Linked DNA regions of Triticum aestivum: region 1 is linked to region 2. Evidence: chromatin contacts called from public Hi-C data. All regions are on one chromosome and are shown on one strand. Each heading gives the region's core, a stretch centred on a gene start, on an enhancer-like site or on the middle of the called end of the contact. The rest is flanking DNA. Distances are from core to core; before and after follow the strand shown.

What was found. A called contact is a pair of places that touch in the nucleus more often than the background predicts.
Region 1: a Hi-C map of leaf shows a contact between it and region 2, with 3 times the contacts expected there. The contact joins the promoter of LOC123189872 here to the promoter of LOC123189871 in region 2. A contact is called at or near these places in 1 of 5 Hi-C or Micro-C datasets (leaf) and 1 of 1 datasets of contacts at active chromatin or transcription factors (leaf).

Annotation. Positions count from the first base shown.
Region 1 is chr2A:627,293,006-627,295,705 of IWGSC CS RefSeq v2.1, forward strand. LOC123189872 (endoplasmic reticulum metallopeptidase 1) reads left to right here and starts at 1,320. Exons shown (of 14, transcript XM_044602390.1): 1 at 1,320-1,627.
Region 2 is chr2A:626,911,689-626,914,388 of IWGSC CS RefSeq v2.1, forward strand. It overlaps LOC123189871, which reads left to right and starts at 1,401. Exons shown (of 1, transcript XM_044602388.1): 1 at 1,401-2,494. The coding sequence starts at 1,517. The coding sequence ends at 2,053.

The DNA.
Region 1 (2,700 bases), core at 70-2,569, 380 kb after region 2:
AGTGGTGGTGGCGGTCTAGCGCTAGATGTGGTGATGCGGTGGCGCCGAGGAGGTTCGCCGGATGAGCGCGCGATGGCGGTTTGGGCCAGCCAGATCTGGTTCGGGCGATGATGGGCCCGATCTGGGCACGATGTGTGACGAGTGCTGGGTTCTCTGGTGAGCAGCGGAGTCGTCGGTTGTCCTCTGGTCGGGATGGAAGGAGCATCAGTCTCCAGTTCGAAGGAGCAGCAGTCTCCAGTTCTTGTGGTGGGTGCGTCCAGGGCATGGTCTTTGGCGTAGCTGCGCATTTATGCGGAGAAAGTCTCGCTCTTAGCCGGTGATGGCAACACATGCGTATGCTGCTTCCTTGTTGAAGGCTTCACCGAGGAGTTTTGCACCTATCCCGCTCTTGAGTTATAGTCTCGGGTGAAAGCCGAGATCCGCTTATCGGATCGACAGTGGCGACGTTCTTGGCGTCGTTTCTTTGATGGAAGCATCGTTTTGGAGATTTGACCTTTTGGCAGGAGCACCTTGTCTGTGGTTGAGCAGTTGACCGGGAGCTCCCGGTGGCAAGATGTTTGCGGTGGTGCATTAGGTTGTGGCCAGTAGTTGGCTAGCGGTGTTGCATGATTGAAGCACTTTGGACAGACAAGTCAGGTTGGTCGTCCTCTCGAGACCGGAGCGGCACATGGCCACTCCTCTATCGGATATCTCTTCTCTCTCAAGTGTCGATGAGGCCGTCAAACATGCTTTGTGGCGGTCATGATCAGTACAACAAAATGGTCCTCTTGGGTGAAGTTTTGGCGAAGCCAAAGTCGTCGGGCCATGAGCGTGGATGGCGATGTATGATGACACCGACCTCCTCGGCAATGTGCCTTTGGTTTTGTGCTGTGTTGGCTCAGCCTTTTGGCGCCTTTGTATGTCTTGTGGTGCTTTATTAGACCTAGTTTAACTAACCGAGCAGTTTCAGCCATCGGAATTCTTCTTCTTCAATGGAATCTTAGCAGCTCTTCTTCCAACTTAAAAAAACGAAATAAAATCACGGGAAAGCAGTTCGAGCTCTGGACGGACAAAACCGTGTCATCAGCCAACAAGAAGATGAACACGGGACGCTTCAGAGGGGACCCTGTGCCTGACATCCTTGCGGTCCTCCACGCCACGGGAGGAACAGAGAAGTAGGGGACGGGCGACGGACGGGCTCGTGAGCTCGTCACAGAGGCGGGCAGGGCGCACAGTGCCTCGTCCCGCCCCATATGGCCCATACACCCCGCGCAACACGACACCAGTCCAGCATCTCGTGTCTGCCTACGTCCAAGTACTCCTCCTAGCACGGGCCACGGGCCAGGCACGCTCTTGGGTCCCTGCGATGCGATGCGATCGCCGTCCTTCCTTCTTCCCCCCTCTCCTTCCCCTCATCATAACCCCGAATCTCCGCTCCGCGCGGCGCGGGCGTCTCCCTGCTGCTTCCCCTCCCTCGCGTAAAAAATAGAGAGAGGCGACCGAAATCCTAACGGCCTGCCGCCCCATCCCCTCCAGAGTCCAGACTGCAGTCCACGCCGAGATAACCTCCCCGCCGAAGCAAGAGCTCCGCTCCCCTCGCCGCCGGCCTCTCTGGAGATCCGCACGGGCGTGGATTCTTCTTCCACTGGTGAGGAAAGCGCTGGCACTAGCTTGCTGCTATACAATTCTGCTCCGTTTCTTCCCTTCGCAAACCGAATCTGAATCTTCCTCTCTCTACTAGCAGCTCCCTCCATCATGGTAGTTAGTTGCGGGTTCGTTTCCTGCGTGTGCGCCGCTACTAATCCTGTCCATCACTCATAGGCGATCTCTCAGATGACCTCGCCCACATAGGAAGTAGAGTCTTGGCTGTCAATTATATAGAACTAATACTAGTGTCGATACCAGTTTAATCGGTAAAAGGAAACAGAATTTTGGGGCAAGTCTGAATCCCCAACGCCCTCCGTGGCTAATTGTGCCATTGACTCGAAACTTCATAACTGAGATCGCCATTAGCTGGGTAATTAGTTTCAGATGTCACACGGTGCTGCAACCTGTTCTTGGTAATTAATGGCTGGCTTTTCTCAAGCCTGACAGGCAGGCCACGACTTTCCCATGATCTCTGGTAAATGCACCGTCTAGAACTGCAAGCTGGGTCCCTTTTTGCCGCCCTTGTGTGAAATATTCAAGGCTGGAAATTCTCCTTGCCATATGCTAGTACTTTGCTGCCCTGGTCCACACACTCTGGCTTCTTAAAAAGAACCTTGGACGCAGTAAATGTGAATCAACCTACCAATTCTCTGCCTCCTCTTTTATGGTAACGTAACATGTAGCCAAAAGCGGCCACTTCTCATCCATAGACTCTCAGAGTTTCAGTTCCTGTTTCAGTAACGACTTGTGGTCGTCTTGAATAGCCAATCCGTTCTCTTGTTTTCAAGTTTCCCGTTCGTAACCAGCTGACTATGGAGTAGGGACCTGTTCCACCTAGCTTCTGAACTTGGGGAGCATCCCTGCTCTGAAACTGTGAACCATGGGGTGTCAGTTGAACTGCGCGAAGAACATCACTGAAAAATTAGGACGCCCTGAGACTCTGTGTAGTGTCTGATTACTACTGCTTAGACTGTGCATGCATTTTCTCATGTGGAAACGTGGGAGGTTAGCTGTTAGCACACACCCAGTTCTTACAGTGGTGGAACATACTGATTATCCGATCCTGAACAAAAC
Region 2 (2,700 bases), core at 151-2,650:
GCATGATATAGCCTTTTTTGTAGTAGTGGGATGGTAATTATAAGACATCTTTTTTTACCAGATAACACTTTTGTGCTGTAAGCCCAAAGTTCATGAGCTTGTAGCACTGGGCACCTCATTTAAGCAAATTGTCACCAATGTACCCAAAATGCTTGAATGGCACAAAATACCATGTTCTTACCCATTATATGAAACTAGATGATGCCCCACACGTTGTTGCGGGAATGTTTGCAATATTTCAATGAGATTTTGATTATATGGAACATGAATTCTTGAAACAATAGTTTTTGAAAGTATATAAGAATTAAATGTAAATAGCATAATAAAATGAAATTTTACATGCATGCATGTTGTAGTGGATTTTCAATATTAATAGTTGCATATTAAGGTGGGCCTTTACTTATGCATGTTGAATGATGAGGTGGCATGCTTACATGTTGAGAGAAATATGTTAATGGGGGCTAGCTATTTAGATATAGAAGATATGATAGGACGTACCTGCGATGAGGTTGGTGTGTACATATTTTGTTCGTTTGTTTGCGTGTTTTAGCTCGCAAAACACCGCCACGGAATTGCTAGTGCAACCTAACAAAATGTTGCTGGCTCGGTACTACGAGACGGATCTGTTTTGGAGCGATAGATCAAGCTGGCACACAATTCCGTAATATTGACGGCATGAGCTATGTCAAGGTTAGTGCCAACATGATCACTCATTGACATTGTGCAAGGTGTCAAGTGCGTCAAAGATTGACGTTGCGTGGGGCGGTGTTTGAGGCAGTGGTTTATGTTGGCCGTTCGATCACCCATGTCCACCTACACCGAAGCGCCCGTGTAGGTCCGCCTTAGCTTCTGCCTCTATATTCCATGTGGCATGTGTCATCGACTTGACGGGTGAGCCCTTTTAGAGGCGATTTGATATGAGTACATGGTATAATGAAACATTCCAAATATACCACACAATGTTTACAAGTTTTCTAAAATTGCCACACTCTGGTAATTTTCTGAATTGTGTTAGTCATTTTCGCGACAGGTAATTTGAGATGGAGGGAGTATACGTTTCCTACAAATCAAATGCATATATAGGAAACTTTCAATCGGGTCATATTCATTAGGTTTTTCTCAGGAAAATCCTCCAAACCAAGGCCTTAGAGAAATGCAATTAAAAGGTCATATTGTCCCCTAAAAAAGGTCATATTGTATTTGCGGGGAAAATGTGTGTACAGCCATCATGCCGGACAAGTGTGAGCGTATGGCACAGCGACGCAACCGTGCACCCTGCGGAAGGCACGCGAGGCTAGAACCGTCATTCCAAGCACAAGTCTTATCTGCTTCCGGTCCATGTCTCGCTGCGGCGTGGACCCACCCACTAGGCTATGCTCCTATAAAATCCAACCTGGACGAACCAACCCACACAAACTCCAAAACCATTGCCCTCCTCACAACCCCGCACTCTTCCCTCCGCCAAAGACCGGTGGTTGAGGCGTCACGGTAAGCTCGAGGCACAGACGAGAGCGCCATGGCCGGGAGCGCGAGGTCGGCGGCCGCGAAGCACGCGTACCGGATGTTCACGCCGTCCCGGAGCGCGGCGGCGCGGGGCAGCCCCGGCAGCGCGGCGGACGAGTTCGACGAGTCGGACGTCTGGGGCTCGTTCGGCGGGGCGGACTCCGGCCCCGCGGAGCTCGCGCGCGCCCGCACGATCCCGTCGTCCGCCCGCGCCAGCGGCCGGAAGAAGCCGCTGGACCATGCCCATGCCGGCCCCGGCGCCGTGCCCGGGTCGCTGCCGATGAGCATCCCAGACTGGCAGAAGATCCTGGGGGTCGAGTACAGGGGCCACCACGCCGGCGAGTGGGAGCTCTACGGCGACGACGACGACGACTACGGCAAGCTGGGCGCCGGCTGCCGGAGCGGCGCGGTGGTGCCGCCGCACGAGCTGGCGTGGCGCAGCCGCGCCGCGTCCCTGTCGGTGCACGAGGGGGTCGGCAGGACGCTCAAGGGGCGCGACCTCAGCCGCGTCCGCGACGCCGTCTGGAAGAGGACCGGCTTCGAGGACTGACTGACCGGAGACGGAGCATGCATGGCATCGGCATGGCTCGATCGCCGGCGGCTGGTCCAGTATGCGCCGCAGTATAGCCTCGAAGCGAGATCATTACTACTAATTGTTTCGCTCGTTTCGGGCCCTCCTTTTTGGCATGCGTAGCAAAAACAAACCGTAGTAGCGAAGACATGCGATCCTGACGGAAGGGGAGCGGGTGGGTGTTCGTTCGTTCGTTCATGGCGTGACAAATTTCAGGGGCACCTGGAGGAAAAGGCTAGCTAGGTTGGTTGGTCAGGCGTCGGCGTGCGTATTTTATTTCTTTCTTTCGTGTAGTCTTAAGCTTTTTGCAGTGGGTTGTACTGCTGTTTTTGGGCGAAGTTGCTGAACAGAGAAGAAATGCCTGTCTTTGCCAACCCGATCTCATGATACAGGAGCATAAATGGTAAAAGAAATTGCTTTCGGTTGAGTGTTACACCTTTCTGAAGTGACAAGATTACTCACATTTTTCTTCCAATATAACGACACTGTGGCCCTACTGAACAGTGAGCACGCACTGACATAATTGACCATTAATAATATCTATCGGATGTGTCTAGCTCTCATCTATACTAGATAAAGTCTACTCTAACTCCTACACCGCCGAATTCTACGCGGAGATTCATAGG